3 separate regions of the Mus musculus genome follow, and all the other regions are linked to region 2. Evidence: chromatin contacts called from public HiChIP or PLAC-seq data. All regions are on one chromosome and are shown on one strand. Each heading gives the region's core, a stretch centred on a gene start, on an enhancer-like site or on the middle of the called end of the contact. The rest is flanking DNA. Distances are from core to core; before and after follow the strand shown.

What was found. HiChIP or PLAC-seq counts read pairs in DNA pulled down with a chosen protein or histone mark.
Region 1: an H3K4me3 HiChIP or PLAC-seq map of bone marrow-derived macrophages shows a contact between it and region 2, with 5 times the contacts expected there. The contact joins the promoter of Stx8 here to the enhancer-like site in region 2. A contact is called at or near these places in 24 of 39 promoter capture datasets (the 3T3-L1 cell line, 3T3-L1-derived adipocytes, the C10 cell line and 15 more), 5 of 15 datasets of contacts at CTCF or cohesin (the NIH/3T3 cell line, embryonic stem cells, hippocampal excitatory neurons and 2 more), 35 of 484 Hi-C or Micro-C datasets (the 3T3-L1 cell line, the C10 cell line, CD4 T cells and 21 more), 27 of 115 datasets of contacts at active chromatin or transcription factors (the 230-238 cell line, the SCID.adh cell line, Th17 cells and 15 more) and 3 of 9 other capture datasets (adipose tissue, liver and macrophages).
Region 3: an H3K4me3 HiChIP or PLAC-seq map of bone marrow-derived macrophages shows a contact between it and region 2, with 6 times the contacts expected there. The contact joins two enhancer-like sites. A contact is called at or near these places in 14 of 39 promoter capture datasets (the C10 cell line, the HPC-7 cell line, HPC-7-derived erythroid cells and 11 more), 3 of 15 datasets of contacts at CTCF or cohesin (the NIH/3T3 cell line, large pre-B cells and pro-B cells), 12 of 484 Hi-C or Micro-C datasets (the 3T3-L1 cell line, 3T3-L1-derived adipocytes, CD4 T cells and 9 more) and 22 of 115 datasets of contacts at active chromatin or transcription factors (SST interneurons, Th17 cells, VIP interneurons and 14 more).

What each region holds. Positions count from the first base shown.
Region 1 is chr11:67,963,013-67,967,791 of GRCm38.p6, reverse strand. Stx8 (syntaxin 8) reads right to left here and starts at 1,334. Exons shown (of 8, transcript NM_018768.3): 1 at 1,275-1,334. The coding sequence starts at 1,291. It overlaps Cfap52 (cilia and flagella associated protein 52), which reads left to right and starts at 2,150. Exons shown (of 14, transcript NM_027963.2): 1 at 2,150-2,270. The coding sequence starts at 2,201.
Region 2 is chr11:68,405,077-68,409,879 of GRCm38.p6, reverse strand. Gm31954 (a long non-coding RNA gene) reads right to left here. Exons shown (of 4, transcript XR_879961.3): 3 at 4,049-4,172; 4 at 3,306-3,954. Among named protein-coding and RNA genes, the nearest start is that of Gm31954, 8.1 kb to the right of the region's middle. Within about 2 kb of position 2,434, at least 23 of the 459 cell types and tissues checked have an H3K27ac peak or open chromatin away from gene starts, as enhancers often do. A contact at or near this core is called in Th17 cells, bone marrow-derived macrophages and macrophages, where this site is marked.
Region 3 is chr11:68,031,314-68,035,677 of GRCm38.p6, reverse strand. The region is part of intron 6 of Stx8 (syntaxin 8); the gene reads right to left. Among named protein-coding and RNA genes, the nearest start is that of Stx8, 67 kb to the right of the region's middle. Within about 2 kb of position 2,962, at least 37 of the 459 cell types and tissues checked have an H3K27ac peak or open chromatin away from gene starts, as enhancers often do. A contact at or near this core is called in bone marrow-derived macrophages, where this site is marked.

The sequences.
Region 1 (4,779 bases), core at 85-2,584, 440 kb after region 2:
TGGGGACCAAACCCAGGGTGTCTTGCGTGTGCTAAACAATCGTTCTACAACCGGGCTAAAATTTGAAATAAGTTATGTACACTCAGATGATGCACTGATACACATTAAAAATCATGTTTTTAAGACTACCTTTTAAGGACATGGAGAAATGCTCCCTCCCTGCTTTGTAAAATACAAGCAGGATATAGATCCAAACAATAAATGCATTGGAAAAAAAGGTGAGCACTGATTGCTTCCGAGGGATAGGGGTGCTTTTTACTCCCTTCAGATACTCAGCAGTCTCTCAATTTTCTACCAGGGGTGTATACAATAGTTAAAACTTTAGGACAAAATTCAGCACTTGGCTGGGCTTGGTAGCAGAGCCACCATTTTGGAGACTGAAGCAAAAGGGTCAGGGATTCAAGATCAACTTGGGCTCCCCGAGACACTGAAAAACAAACCAACAACAAACAATTCAGCAACTGGCCCAAATAGCCTAGATCCCAGATAACTCTAATTCTGACCTTGGGATCCACTCTCTTAATATTCAAATTTATCTGCCATCAAACAACTACAAATTGTACCGGAAACACCACCATAAGGCATATTCTCCAACACAAACTTTATAGGAATGCAGTGTTATAAATTATTCATCAGGAAGGTCAGGACTTTATAGCAATTTGTTCCTTGTACAAAGATGTTTTTCATCATTCTCTCCTTGGGGTCTCTTTGCTGAATAAATGGACCTTATCAGGCACTTCCTACTTCGTGCTGACATAAGTCTTCATGCTACTGATGCAGGAAAAGTGCAAAATTTCCCCTCCCAATGTCCTACAAGTTTTCTGTGAAAAGCCCATAGCACCCGTGCCCAACTAGCTACTAACTGGTGACCATGGAGTGTGAACTTCAGTTTATAACCTTTCTGGGGATTACTGGGTGAAGGGATACCCCACCAAAAGGTTATTTTGACCTCACTTTTACAGGAGCCTGGGGAAGTCTATGCATGCAGTCAGCCACAAGCATGATGGGCAAGAAGCCCCAGAAAAGGGGGGCAAATATTCGATTGCTCAAGTCCCAGCTCCCCCAGGTCATAGCCTACCCTAGGACCACAGAGTTAGCACCGAGTAGGCAGTACGTGGCTGAGTCCCCTCAACAGGGGGAGGATTCTCGCTGATCTTCATCCCTAAGGCCGCCAGCCTCAAGCTCAAAGATGGGCAGGGTCTCTGCCAGTCCCTGGAAGCCAGTTCCACCCCCAAGTTAATCCCCATACTCTGCTGCCATCACCGGCAACTCACCAGGGGTCCGGGGCCATGGTGCAGTCTCCGCCCGCAGCTGGGACACTTCCTGCTCGTAGCAGCTGACTACGGCGGCCCGTGCGGCTCATTCCCCGCAGTTCGGAGAGTGCGCGACCCGAGCCCAGAGTTTGCAAAGTGAAACCTGTTTTAATTGACCTCAGAACGACGTCCCCGCTACCCAGAGCGCACCCCTAAGGGAGTGGGTAGCAAGAATCTATTTTTGTTAATTCACATGAATTGCTGGACGCAAGAAAAATAGTTAAATTGTTGAGCAGAATCAAAACATTTTCCCAGGGAATGGAAACGCGTCAACCCCGGCTCTCTGTATTTTTCTTCTTAATTCAAAACAGCAAGACAAGCTGGGTGTGATAACTCAAGCCTGGAATTCCAGCACTTGGATGGCTGAGGCAGGAAATATACATACAGGCAACATATGTACCATACATGCATGAATACATACATACATACATACATACATAAAAATAGTTGCATACTGTACTAAAACGTTTTTAGTGATTTTTTTAAATTTTTCTTTTAAAAAGAAGTATCAATGCCATGTTTTTTATAGCAACCTATTCATCATAGGCAATTCTCTGTGCTCAATTATTCTGTGTTCAATTATTTTTAATAATCATCACGAGGGGCTTAATTGTATAGTTTTTAAAAAGTCACAGACCTGTACACGGGAGAGGAGGAAATTTACCTTGTGCACTTAGCGTCAACCTACCACCTACATTTCCAGAATGGATAAAATACATACTAAGGAAGTCCTCCCAACATTTGCAAGAGGGGAAATCAACTCAAACACAGTGGGCTGGGTTTCTGCTCCTGCATGAACCTAGCACGCATGCGTGCGCCAGTTACCATGACGACCAGGAGACGCTGCACCCTGGAGTTGAAGAATCAATGAGCTGAAACTCTCCAGGATGGAAGAACAAGTTTTACCCGAGCTGGATGTAGCAGAACTGGAGCTTCAGGCTGTGATCGGCTTCAATGGTGAGACCTTGAGCAACCATGATTTGATGCCTCAGGGACAGTGAGACGCTGACCTGGTAGCGCCTGAGAGGCAGTGGGAATAGCGGCAAGAGTGTGGCCAGGCACCACCCGCCCCAGGATGGTGGCAGATCTGGGCCTCATTCCTGAGCCTCAGGAACTGGCATGGGTGTAAGAGCTCAGATAAAGCTCCTCCAGAGACCAAATGAGCCTAACTCGGTAGGAGTATGAATAAGGGTCTTTCCCAAAGTAAGAACTCAAAGGTTTAAGACCAGGATAGAAGGGAAGTAGGACATTAAGGGAGAAACCTTTTTAATTCTGGAGGGGCCTTCTTGTGGTGCTCACACTTTATTTGTGACTGTCGTGGTAAATATTGAGAGAGAAATGCTGTGATTGGGGGTCGTGTTTGGCGTGTAGCGAAAAGGCAAGGAGTTAAATTTTAGGGGGAAAATTGATTTTTTAAAACGAATGTAGTGCCTGAAAGCTTTACCGTTGAAAGGATGCGGTGCGGAACGATTACAGAGTAAATAAAGGTTTAAGCGCTCCTGGCATTAACTCTTGAGTCTTCGTTGCTCTGTGCTGCTTTAATTGAAAGCCAGCGTTTTCTGTATCTGAGCCAACACTGTCTGTAGAGATGGACAAATATTACCGATAAGAAGTGATCCCTGGAGAACTGCAAAAAAATATTCTGGTGAGCCGGTCAGTGCAAAGACACACAAGATCTGTGATTGATTTTTTTTTAAGTAATTTACTTTATGTGCATTAGTATTTTGCCCTGCCATATGGATGCTGAGATTGAACCCTGGTCCTTCGGAGGAACAGCCCATGCTCTTAACCACGGAGGCATCTCTCTAGCCTGTAACTGAATTTTTGCTAACACAGTAAGGAAAGAATCTTAAAGTGTATCAAAGTTTGGGAAAAGGGTTGCTTAAAAAAAAAAACAAACAAACAAAAAAACCTGCGTGGGTGTTTTGCTCAGAGCGCATATCTGTGAACCAGTGCCCAAGGAGGCCGGAAAAGAGCATCAGATCCCCCAGGACTAGAGTTACAGACAGACGTGAGTCCCATGTGAGTGCTAGGAATGAAAGCTGGGTCCATTGGGAAAGAAGCCAGGGTTCTTAACTGCTGAGCCAACTCTCGGGCTCCTTGTTTTATTTTTAATTATGTGTATGGGGTGGAGGAATGGACATGTAAGTGCAGGTGCTCGTGAAGACCAGGAGAGGGCGCCAGATCTGGTGGCAGTGAAGTTACAGGTGGTATGTCCTAGGAAGTGAGGTCAGGTCCTCTGCAAGAGTTGTGTACACTCTTGCCTAGACTTCTCCCGAGCCCGTGGGAAAAAGTTATTTATTGAAAGAAGCCAAGAAAAGACTGATTTTTTTTATTGTGAAAAGACTCTTTTTGAATTTAAATAGTCTTTAACCAGAGGCTAAGGATTGGGGTGCAGATCATTGCAAATGGCCAGAAAAGGGGGGGGGCTGAGAAATGGAGAGTGAAGATCCAGGAAGGGGGAGGAGGCGGGGGCGGGGACTAGACTTTGAGGTCAGAGTTTAGAGTTCACATGAAATTAATCATATGCTAGGCCAACCTAATCTACATACTGAGTACTGAGTTCTAGGATGGCCAAAGCAAAAAAAAAAAAAAAAAAAAAAAAAAAAAAAAAAAAAAAAAGTTGAGAAGTTGAATGCAAAATTAGAACTCATAGTAACAGTTGTGTTATTAAACTTGAATTTGAAAACGGTGATGCATATATGTAACTGTACCAGGTATTGTACTCTGATGTGAGCTTATCAAGTAAACAAACAGAATATAATTGTGTCAGATATGGAAACATCAGGCTGTTGCTATTGAGAGTCTGGTCACATTCAACCGATTTTTCCATTATATCTAGAGCTCTTATAAGTTAAAAAAGCAACAACAACAGATCGGTCAGGGATCTGCAGGCCAGATTGGTCCCACTGTGTGTTTTGTAAATAAAGTTCCATTGGAATTCAGCCATGTCCTTTGTATTGGTGCAGTCTATGGCTATTTTCACACTACACTAGCAGAGATGACTGACTGCAACACCGGCCGTATGGCTCAGAGTCTAAAATAAACCATATGGTTTGTTTTTCTGGCTCTGTAGAAAGAGCTAAGCTCCTGAAAAACATAATGGCAATAATAACAATGTTAGTAATCATAAATATAAATGTCTATCCGTTAAAAGCCTAAAAGTGTTATTAAAACAGTGACATCACTTTTTATTTCTCAAATAAGCAAAGGCCATATATATATATATATACATATTTATATATATATATATATATATAAACATAAGAAGATAAAAGTAAGGCATTTTCTTTTTTTAAAAGACTTATTTATTTTTTATTTATTATTTATTTATTATTATTATTATATGTAAGTACACTGTAGCTATCTTCAGATGAACCAGAAGAGGGCATCAGATCTCAGTACGGGTGAGCCACCATGTGGTTGCTGGGAACTGAATTTAGGACCTTTGGAAGAGCAGTCAGCG
Region 2 (4,803 bases), core at 1,185-3,684:
TTTTCCCTTAGTGAGGGTTTGTCCTCTTCTCAGAGACATTTAACATAAGGGGTGATCATCACCTCCGTCCATTCAAGAATGAGGGATGTGGGGCAGACTAGGAACACCTCTGCTGTGAGACCTTGCTGGGCACGTAGCTCAGGCATAGAGCATTTGCCTAGTATACGCACAGGGTTTAATCCCTAGCAACACATGTATACACACACACACACACACACACACACACACACACACACACACTAATTATTGTGACTTAACCAGTTGTTTTGAGTTGTTGCAACAGAAGCTTCCACTGCTTATTGCATTGTGTTTGGAAGGAGTCCCTCAGATAGTGTGGTGGTTTGAGTAAGAATGGCCCCCATGGCAGGCTTTAGTGGCACACATCTTTAATTCCAATATTTGAGAGGCAGAGGCAGGATCCCTGTGAGTTCAAGGCCAGCCTGGTCCACTTAAGCAAGCTCAGGACAGCCAGGGTTCTATTACACAGAGAAACCCCGCTTTGGAAAACGAAAGGGGACAAAGAAGACACTATTGTGAAGTGACTTCAAATGTGGAGAACATAGGTACAACAGCTACTTAACCGTTTAGGATATGTAAGATACGTCATGAATTAGAAAGTTAAATGTGTCAGTTAAAAAAAAGCATGATGGCTCAAGACTCCTGGTGAGCCTCAACTGAGGGCAGGGGTTGGAAAGAGAATTGGTCAGCAGGGTGTGGCCTGGCTTTCAGGACTTGCAGAGACCTTGGCTCATCCTAAAGCTGGAAGCCTTTCACCTTTGTAGAGTAGACTCAGCCACCCCCAGCCTCCCCCGTGCTAACTAGGTGATCAGTGAGGAGCCCCGATAGTCCTGATGTCAACCTTCATTAGCACTGGGAGGAGTCCCACCACTGTCCTGCTCATAGCCAGCAGGATGTGGAGAACCACAGACAACAGAACTTCAGACTAAGGCAAGGAGTGGTGGTGAGCTCCAACTTTCACTCTCCCTGATCTTCGCTGGCCTGAATTCCTCAACTGGCCTCAAGCTCGGGAAACCGAGTACTGGGATTACAGCCATCACACACAGTACACTTCTTTATTAACGTATTTAATTACATGCTGGAATGACATCTCTGGTAGCCAGTAGTAACAGATATACATGACACTTCCTGTTGTTTCCAACCAATGTTATACGATATTTCTTTAAAATATGCTGACTTACTGGGGGGGGGGGCAAAAAAATCACAAGTAGTGTTTTTGTCTAATGAATAATAATTACCATAATAATCATTCAAGGACGTGTTAAATTTCAGTTGGAGAGGCCAGATCTAGTTGTGCACTCGGGAGGCAGAGGCAGGCACATCTCTGAGTTCAAGACTAGCCTGATCTACAGAGCAATGTCCCGGACAGCCAGATCTACACAGAAAAACCCTGCCTTGAAAAAAACCAAACAAAACATTTCAATTGGAGCTGAGTGAAAATATCACCTAAGTAAGGCACAGAAACCTGCAGTGTAAATAGAGACAGCCCCCACTAGAGGGTGCTAGTGTTGTAGAAAGAGGAGTGTCTGACTGACCTCAGCTGTCACAGCTCCAGGCCACCATCTCTTCCCTTAACCCAACCTCCAGGCCTTCCCAGGCCATCTCTTCCCTTCCACCTACCTCCAGGCTTGTCCATGCACACTGTGCTCTTAAGAGTGGAAGATTCAACTTTGCTGTACTAACAGGTCTGACTTTCAGCCCGCTGGGCTAACCAGAAAACAAAAGAACACACAAGATTCTGGTTCTGAGCCGAAGCTGTGTCCCACATCTTTGATGGTTTGATGGACAGCCAAGTCTCAGAGGGTGACCTCTGATGAAATCTGAGGAGGGCCACTAGCCTTCTGGAAAGTTCTTTCCACTATGTTTGGGAACATGTCACCAGGGTCAATGGTGGGCGAGTCGCTTCCACCTTGAATGTGTGGATGTGACAGTCAGAGCGGCTGAACTCTATGTAGAGTCCTCTCAAAGGGGGGCTGGGAATAATTCCCACCTGGGGCTGAGCACAGCAGTAGTGCTCTTCATCCCCAAATGCAGAGTGAGCCCAGGTCAGTTCCTCCATCGCCATTTCCCCTCCTACGTGCAGCTTTGAAAGCACTTGAGAGGCAGTGTGATAGGGTGGCCATAACCACACCCCTAAGCCTGGGGGGGGGGGCAGCGCTTCCCTATCAGGTGAGAGCCATGGGGCTGTGTTTCAGCAGCCTCCACAAAAGCAGAGCCTAGACAAGCTCTGTTAAGAAACCCAGCCTTGCCACCTCCTTAATGCAACATCAGCAAGTCGTGGAACCTCTATGTCTGAAGTGGAGAGAGGGGCAGCCCTGACCTTATGAAGTTGTTATATTGACATGACTCAAAGAACACAGTGCACTCCAAAGACGGCCCAGCCTACAGGAAGTACCAATGAGGAGCTGCCCGCCGCTGACAACTGTCAGCACGGTTTAAGACAATGAGACAATGCTGACACCATTCTTGCCCTCGTGCTTCCTCTCTCATGACTCTGAGAAGTTAGCCTCTTTCTCTTTCTTAAAGAGACTGTTCTCTGGCTCAGGACGTAGCTCAGTGGAAGGCTATTTACCCAGTATGCATCAAGCCCTGGTCCCATCACGGGCACAACAACCGCATCCATCACAGCTGACAAAGAAAACACCTTTTTGAGCCCACTGCTGTCCTTCCAGGCTCTACAGGTATGGCGGGAGAGTGACTTTGTCTTTTTACATTCACCTAACATGGTGTTACCATTGACACTGGTGACTTCCTATCTTTGTGGAGGAGCTCTGCCAGAGGGCTGAGCATCTAGGCCTGAAGTCAGATGCCCTGTATCCAAATGGTGACTCTGATGCTTTGTAGCATTGTGACTTCAGGGTGACTTGATCCCCTTTTGACTCAGTTTTCTCATTTCTGAAATGAGACATTAGAAGCACTGTACTACTCTAGCTCTTAGAACAGGCTGGACACATAGCCAGTGATCAATATGTGCTAACTGCTACACTGGCTTCTTGACCACCCCAGGCTGCCCCAGGGTCATAGCCTTTACCTGCCCTGTCCCTGCCAAGGAAAACCTCTACTCTCCTACCTGACTAATACCTTCCCCAACCTCAAGTTTCAACATAAGTATCTATTCTCCAGTTGTGCCCAGAGTCTCAGCCCCTAGAGTCTCTGTACATCTTTTTTTTAAGGTTTATATTTACTTTTATCTTCTATGTATGTATGAGTGCCCCCTGTGTATGTATGCATACCATTTGTGTGCCTGGTGGTCACAGAGGCCAGAAGAGGCCATTCAGTCCCCTGAAACTGGAGGTATAGGAGGTTGTGAGTCACCATGTGGGTGCTGGGAACAGAATCCCAGTCCTGTACATGAGTATCAAGTGCCTTCTACTGTTGAGCTATCTCTCCAGCCTCATCTCTTAACTTGTATTGCTTATCTGCATAGCGGTCACACAGACACATATGCTGTTGTTTATTAAATATTTGTCTTCCCCACTAAGCTTAGAGCCTGATGAGTCCACAGCTGTGTCTGCCCAGTTCCGTGTCCTTGAAGGCTGACATGCCAAAGGAGTCCATAAATGTCTGCACACTAAATAAACCACGCAGGCTTCCAAACGGCTAGTGCATGTGGGTGGATGCCAGGGCGGGAAACATCTGAAGCTGAGGCTTGAATGGCAGCGATGGGGAGTCTGGAGAGTCACGGTCACAGTTTTCCAATCCCTTCACTTGTTGATGGACTCTGGTCCCTTGGCTGCCCTTTTATAGATCAGAGGGTCTAGGAGAGAATTCTTGAACACATCTGACTCCTTGCTCTGGGTGACCAGATGGCCCAGGGATGTCAACTGGCCAACGTGATGGAATGCGTGGTGAGGAGGATGGGAGACACTCCAGTCTTCGTCTTCTAGCACAGTTAAATTCCAGGAATACCAGCGAGGGGATCAGGCCATGTCATACCTGCCTTGCAAGACAAACAAGCCACAGGTTGAGGGAGGGGGTGGGCAGGGATATGCCACAACTGCATGAGAAAGGAAGGGCCAGATGTACAAACCGGAAAATGCCTCGATGCAGGTGGAGTTGAATACAGTGAACTGAGCTCTATGAACAAGCCCATGCCTGCCAGCCAGCATGTCAGAGCCTTGTCCGGAGGAGCTCTGGGCTCACTAGGTTCACTCCTGAAAAGACACGGCAAGAATGGCTTGTGATTGACATACCGCGCAGGTAGAACGCAGGTAATTCTCCCAGGCCAGGGCCCTGGCTCTAGTTGCTAAAATCAGGATTATGTCTGTGCTGATTTACTTCTCAGCTGGGTTTTGCTAAAAAGCCTCCAGGAGGCCACCAGACTGTGGGTAAGATTGACAAGAAAGGCCAGCCTCCTTTGGGTCTCCCTTCCTGGACAAAGGGCAAACACGAGGGAATACATTCAGAGAAAGAGGTCCTCCTTCTTCTGGAACCCTCTTTGAGTGCCAACTCTAGCCCCAAACAAGTGTGTTTGTGAAGGCTAGAAAGAAACTAAATGCCATTTACAAGTTCTGCTCCGAGTAGAGCAAATGCCAACCTTGCTAGGAACGCCCGAGCAATTTGGAGCCTGAAGTGCTAGTGCCCAACCGAGAGCCCATTGTTCAATTGGAAATTTGTGGGGAAGTGATTTTGGCTGCCACAGTATTGAGAGTAGGGGTCACCATGTCTATTTAGTAGCCAGGGACAGTAAGTGCCAGGTTCCTACAGTCCATGGTATGTAGGACAGTCATGCACAACAGAGCTATTTTCCTGTATCTTTCTAAATACTACACTAAACATCATGGA
Region 3 (4,364 bases), core at 1,713-4,212, 370 kb after region 2:
TTTGCTGATGCCTCATGACAGGTGTGAACCAGGAATAGTATGACAAGTCATTTAAAAGTGTCAGCAATGCCTATGGCACCTCCAACTGCTTAGTACCACACCCTGCCCCTCTACTAAGGTCATCCATGATAACTCTAGCACTGTGAAGGACTCATGACCACAGGCCATGCTATCACTACCACCCAGAAGACGGTGAATGTCCCACTAGAAAGCTGTGGCATGATACACGTGGGGCTGAATGCCATCCCTGTATCTACTGGCACTGCCAAGGCTGTGTGTGTGCAAGGCCATCCCAGAGCTGAATGGGAAGCTCATTAGCATGGCCTTCCATGTTCCTACCCGCCCCCCCCCCCCAGTGTGTCAGTCATGAACCTGACATTGTACCTGGAGAAAGCTGCCAAGTACTATGATAGCAAGAAGGTGGTGAATCAGGTATTGGAGGGCCCACTAAGGAGAACCCTGTGCTACACTGAGGACCAGACTGTCCCCTGCCACTTTAACAGGGATGCCCACTCTTCCAGTTTTGACATTGGGGCTAACATTGCTCTCAACAACTTTGTAAAGCTCACTTCTTAGCATGACAAAGAAGAAGGCTACAGAGGCAGGGTAGAGGACCTCATGGCCTACAGAACTTCCAAGGAGTAAGAAACCCTGGACCACCCACCCCAGCAAGGACAGAGAGGAAGAGAGTGGCCCTCAGCTGCTGGAATCTCTGTCCCAGCTCAGCCCCCATCACTGAGAGGCTCCCCTCACAGGCTCCATTCCACACCCCCCCAAGGGGAGCCCTACTCTCTTGAATGCCATTAAAGTTCCCTGTACCTGCAAAAAATATATATACAAATAGATAAAAACTTAAAAATACAGGTACACAAAAATATTGCATAAAATTACTTTCAGGATACACAGACAAGGTGCACAGAAAATTCAAGTAAGTTTTGTGTTTAGACTAGGTTTGCAACCTCAAGATCTCCGGTTGTGTAATGTCAATACTCTCAAATTAAAACATACTTATCTTAAGCATTTGAGATAAGAGATATTCCGTGTATACTTCCAGGACAAAGGGCACTTAGGCTGGTGAGAAGACATGAGAGTTGAAGGGGTAGCAGCATGGAGAGACACACGCTAGCTCTTCAGGTGCTCTGTATGACTGGGAGGATCGGAGGAAGTGGACATTTTACCCTCAGAGGTATAACTGATATTAAAACCCCACACTGTTTCCAGTGATAGACGTGGCAAGATCTTGGTGCAACACACCTCCAGCCTGACAGGGGCAACCAGAAGAACATCAGCATGGCCCAATGCCCGGTGACAAATAAAATCTCAGCCTAACTGAACATGAAACAAGAGATATCATGCCATCAGTAAAAGTGAGCATTTATTAAGCACTTGCTGTGTGCATGCACTGTGTTAAGCACCACCTCGTTTTCTCCTCAACAACCTTCTGGGGACCATTACTTATCCTACTCTATTTGCCCTCAGTGCTGAGATAAGGAAATGTGATTTCCAAAGGTAATGGGGCAACCAATCAAGATGGCTAAACGAGAAGCTTTTCCGCTTACCCCACTGATGGGGACACAGGGAATGTGCATCCCTGTAATGACAGGAATGAAGCAGGTGCAGAGAGAACAAATTCTCGGTACACAAAAAACAGAACTATTCTCCAGTGATGCCAATTCTGTTTCCAAATGACTGCCTGAGATGGTTAGACAAGATAAAATGTCTTGCCAGGTGGTGGTGGTGGTGGTGCATGCCTTTAATCCCATCACTGTAAACGCAAGTAAAGCGGACATGCAGTGGGCCTCTGTGCCCTTCTGTGGTTGGTCCTTGGCAGGTACCTTGGAACTTGGATGTGGGGAGGGGTGAACTGTTAACTGATAAGTGCGGCCCAAGGTGTCTGGGCTGCACAGACAATGTGGCTTATGCTGAACACCTGCTTTCCTTCTGGTTCTCTGGAATTTGGATACCCGCCAGGGAGGAGGTAACACGCCTATGTAGTAGATGCCTTGAATAAAGCCTGGGCGATCACCTCTAATGCGATTCCCTGATTAGTAACATCTCATACACGCTGTCAGAACTCATTTCGGTGGGATTAAGCATATCCTGTGTGACTTTACTGGCTCAATGTCCTTGGAAGGTTGCCCTGGGTGCCCTTGGACTTTACTTCTGAGCCCGGCCCTTGGCTGATTCTGTTTTGTATCCTCTCATGTGATAACTAATAACCATGAGCATACCCAGTGCATGCTCATTGTTTGTGGGCAAACGCTGACTTAGTAAGCACTAGACCAGGTTCCTAAGGGAACCATGTGACCTCTATGTCCAGATCTCATCATGCAAGTTACAGTATTTTGTCCCCAAAGCAACTCATTACAGTGCTTCTATTTTCTTTGTATTTCAAAAGAAAAACAAGGCATTTAGGTCTACCCACCCAAATCAACTTCACCTAAAAGCTCCCAATCACATCCAGAGATCATCTTCTAGATTCTGTGATTCTGGATCCTGCTAAGTTGGCAATGACTGTTAGTCATCACAAAACCTTGCAACAGGACCCAGGGCCAGAACCTCCAACCTTCGGGCATCTTTGGAGGAAAGAGGAAAGAAAAATGCAGCTCGTTGCCATGTCTGACCTTAGAACATGTCAGGAATGACTCAAATTCTGTGTCGCCTTACAATCACTCAAGATTGTAAAAGTGTCACCTACACAGACGTGGGGGCTACAAACTTGGGGAGGCTCCAACTCAGCTTTAGCCCTCCCTTCTTCCTACAAAGGCACTGAGGAAGAAAACCACTGTGCAGAGCGGCAGGAGCGGAGCTCAGGGAGACCTACTCTTTGCATCTGTGATGCTACTGGATCCTTTCTGCTTGCTGTGCTGTGCTGTGCTGTGCTGTGCTGTGCTGTGCTGTGCTGAGGTGCATTCTTTGGTTCAGCTGCTACAGTAGGAGGGACTGTGGCTGCCTCCTCCTTTTCAGAGATCAAGTAGGAACTGTGGGGAAGCCCATGGGAAAGGAAGGCCGATGAGTCACCTACCCGAGCTGTCCCAAGACATAAACCAACTATGGGCCCAGAAAGAAATGAAGAAGGCATAGTCTAGAAAAGGCAAAGTCCTTGTGGCTCAATGGTCTCAGCTCATCATCAAAACTAAAGCTAGCAGCAGCAAAGCCATGTGACAAGTACCACACCCATGCCAAGCAATCATTTCTGCATACTCAGCAGACTCACAGACACTGGCTCCTAGCTGTGCTGTAATAATAATAATAATAAAAGTATATTTCTCATCTTTACCCCCTAGTTCTTAGCAAGAACATCAAAAACCTTGGAATTCCCTGATAAGAGTAGTTTTTGTTATCTTTAAGAAATGCTTTTAGATTTGTGGCAAGGAGATGATTCCTAGGAGACCTTTAAGTAATTTGAGAGGAGGACTAGCTCTATGCATGATTAGAGCACTGAAAGTTTCAGGCCCAAGCTCACCTTCAGTGGTGGCGAAGGAGGCTGGTTGTACCATGGCCAATGATCAATCAAGTACTGAAGCCTCCACGAAAACCCACCAGCAAGGTCCTGACAGCTTTGAGGGCAGGGAACACATGGATGTGCTCTGAGCACGGCACACGTGGAAAGGGCATGGAGACTCTGCACCTCCTCCCCGACACCTTGCCACATTCACTACACTACTTGGCTCTTCCAGAGTGGCAACTACTACAATAAAACCCTATAAGCACGGCACCTTCCTGAGCTCTGTGAATGTTCTCATAAAGTACCCAATTCAGAAGAAGAGTCACGGGAATTTGTAGCCAAGCAGATAGAAGTGCCTAGGGACATCTAGGACTTAATAGCTGTATCTACACTGGGATGGTCTGGGGACACTGAGTCTATAGACCTGTGGAGCATCAGGAACTGCTGGATGCCCAGGGAGAGTCAGACAGTAGTTAGAATGACAGACTGTCTTTCCTGTTCCCCCATTCGTTCCTACTCTGTTAACAAGCCTCTGTCTATAGACAAAGACTGTCCACCCTCAAGTACCTAAAACTACGAATACAAGGAACAGGATTACCTTTCCTCATCTCCCTAATTGTATTACTTTAGGGAAATTCAGCCATGAAGGTAGCAGGTGATAAGGTGGGGTGCCACTCATAGGAAGCCAAGCAAACAACTTCCACGGACTCCAAATGAAACATCTGTTCTAGCAAAGCTTCCAGAGACCCAGCCACTTTGGTAAAATACTTTATATAGCTCCTGTTAATTCATAAAAACATGCCTTTGAGTTGTAGACAGTAGAGTTCAGCGTGTTGCCTCCTTCCTTCCAGAGAGCACAACCACGCTGCAGAGATGATCCTTTTTCTCTAAGAATGGCAGACACAGAGACACAGAG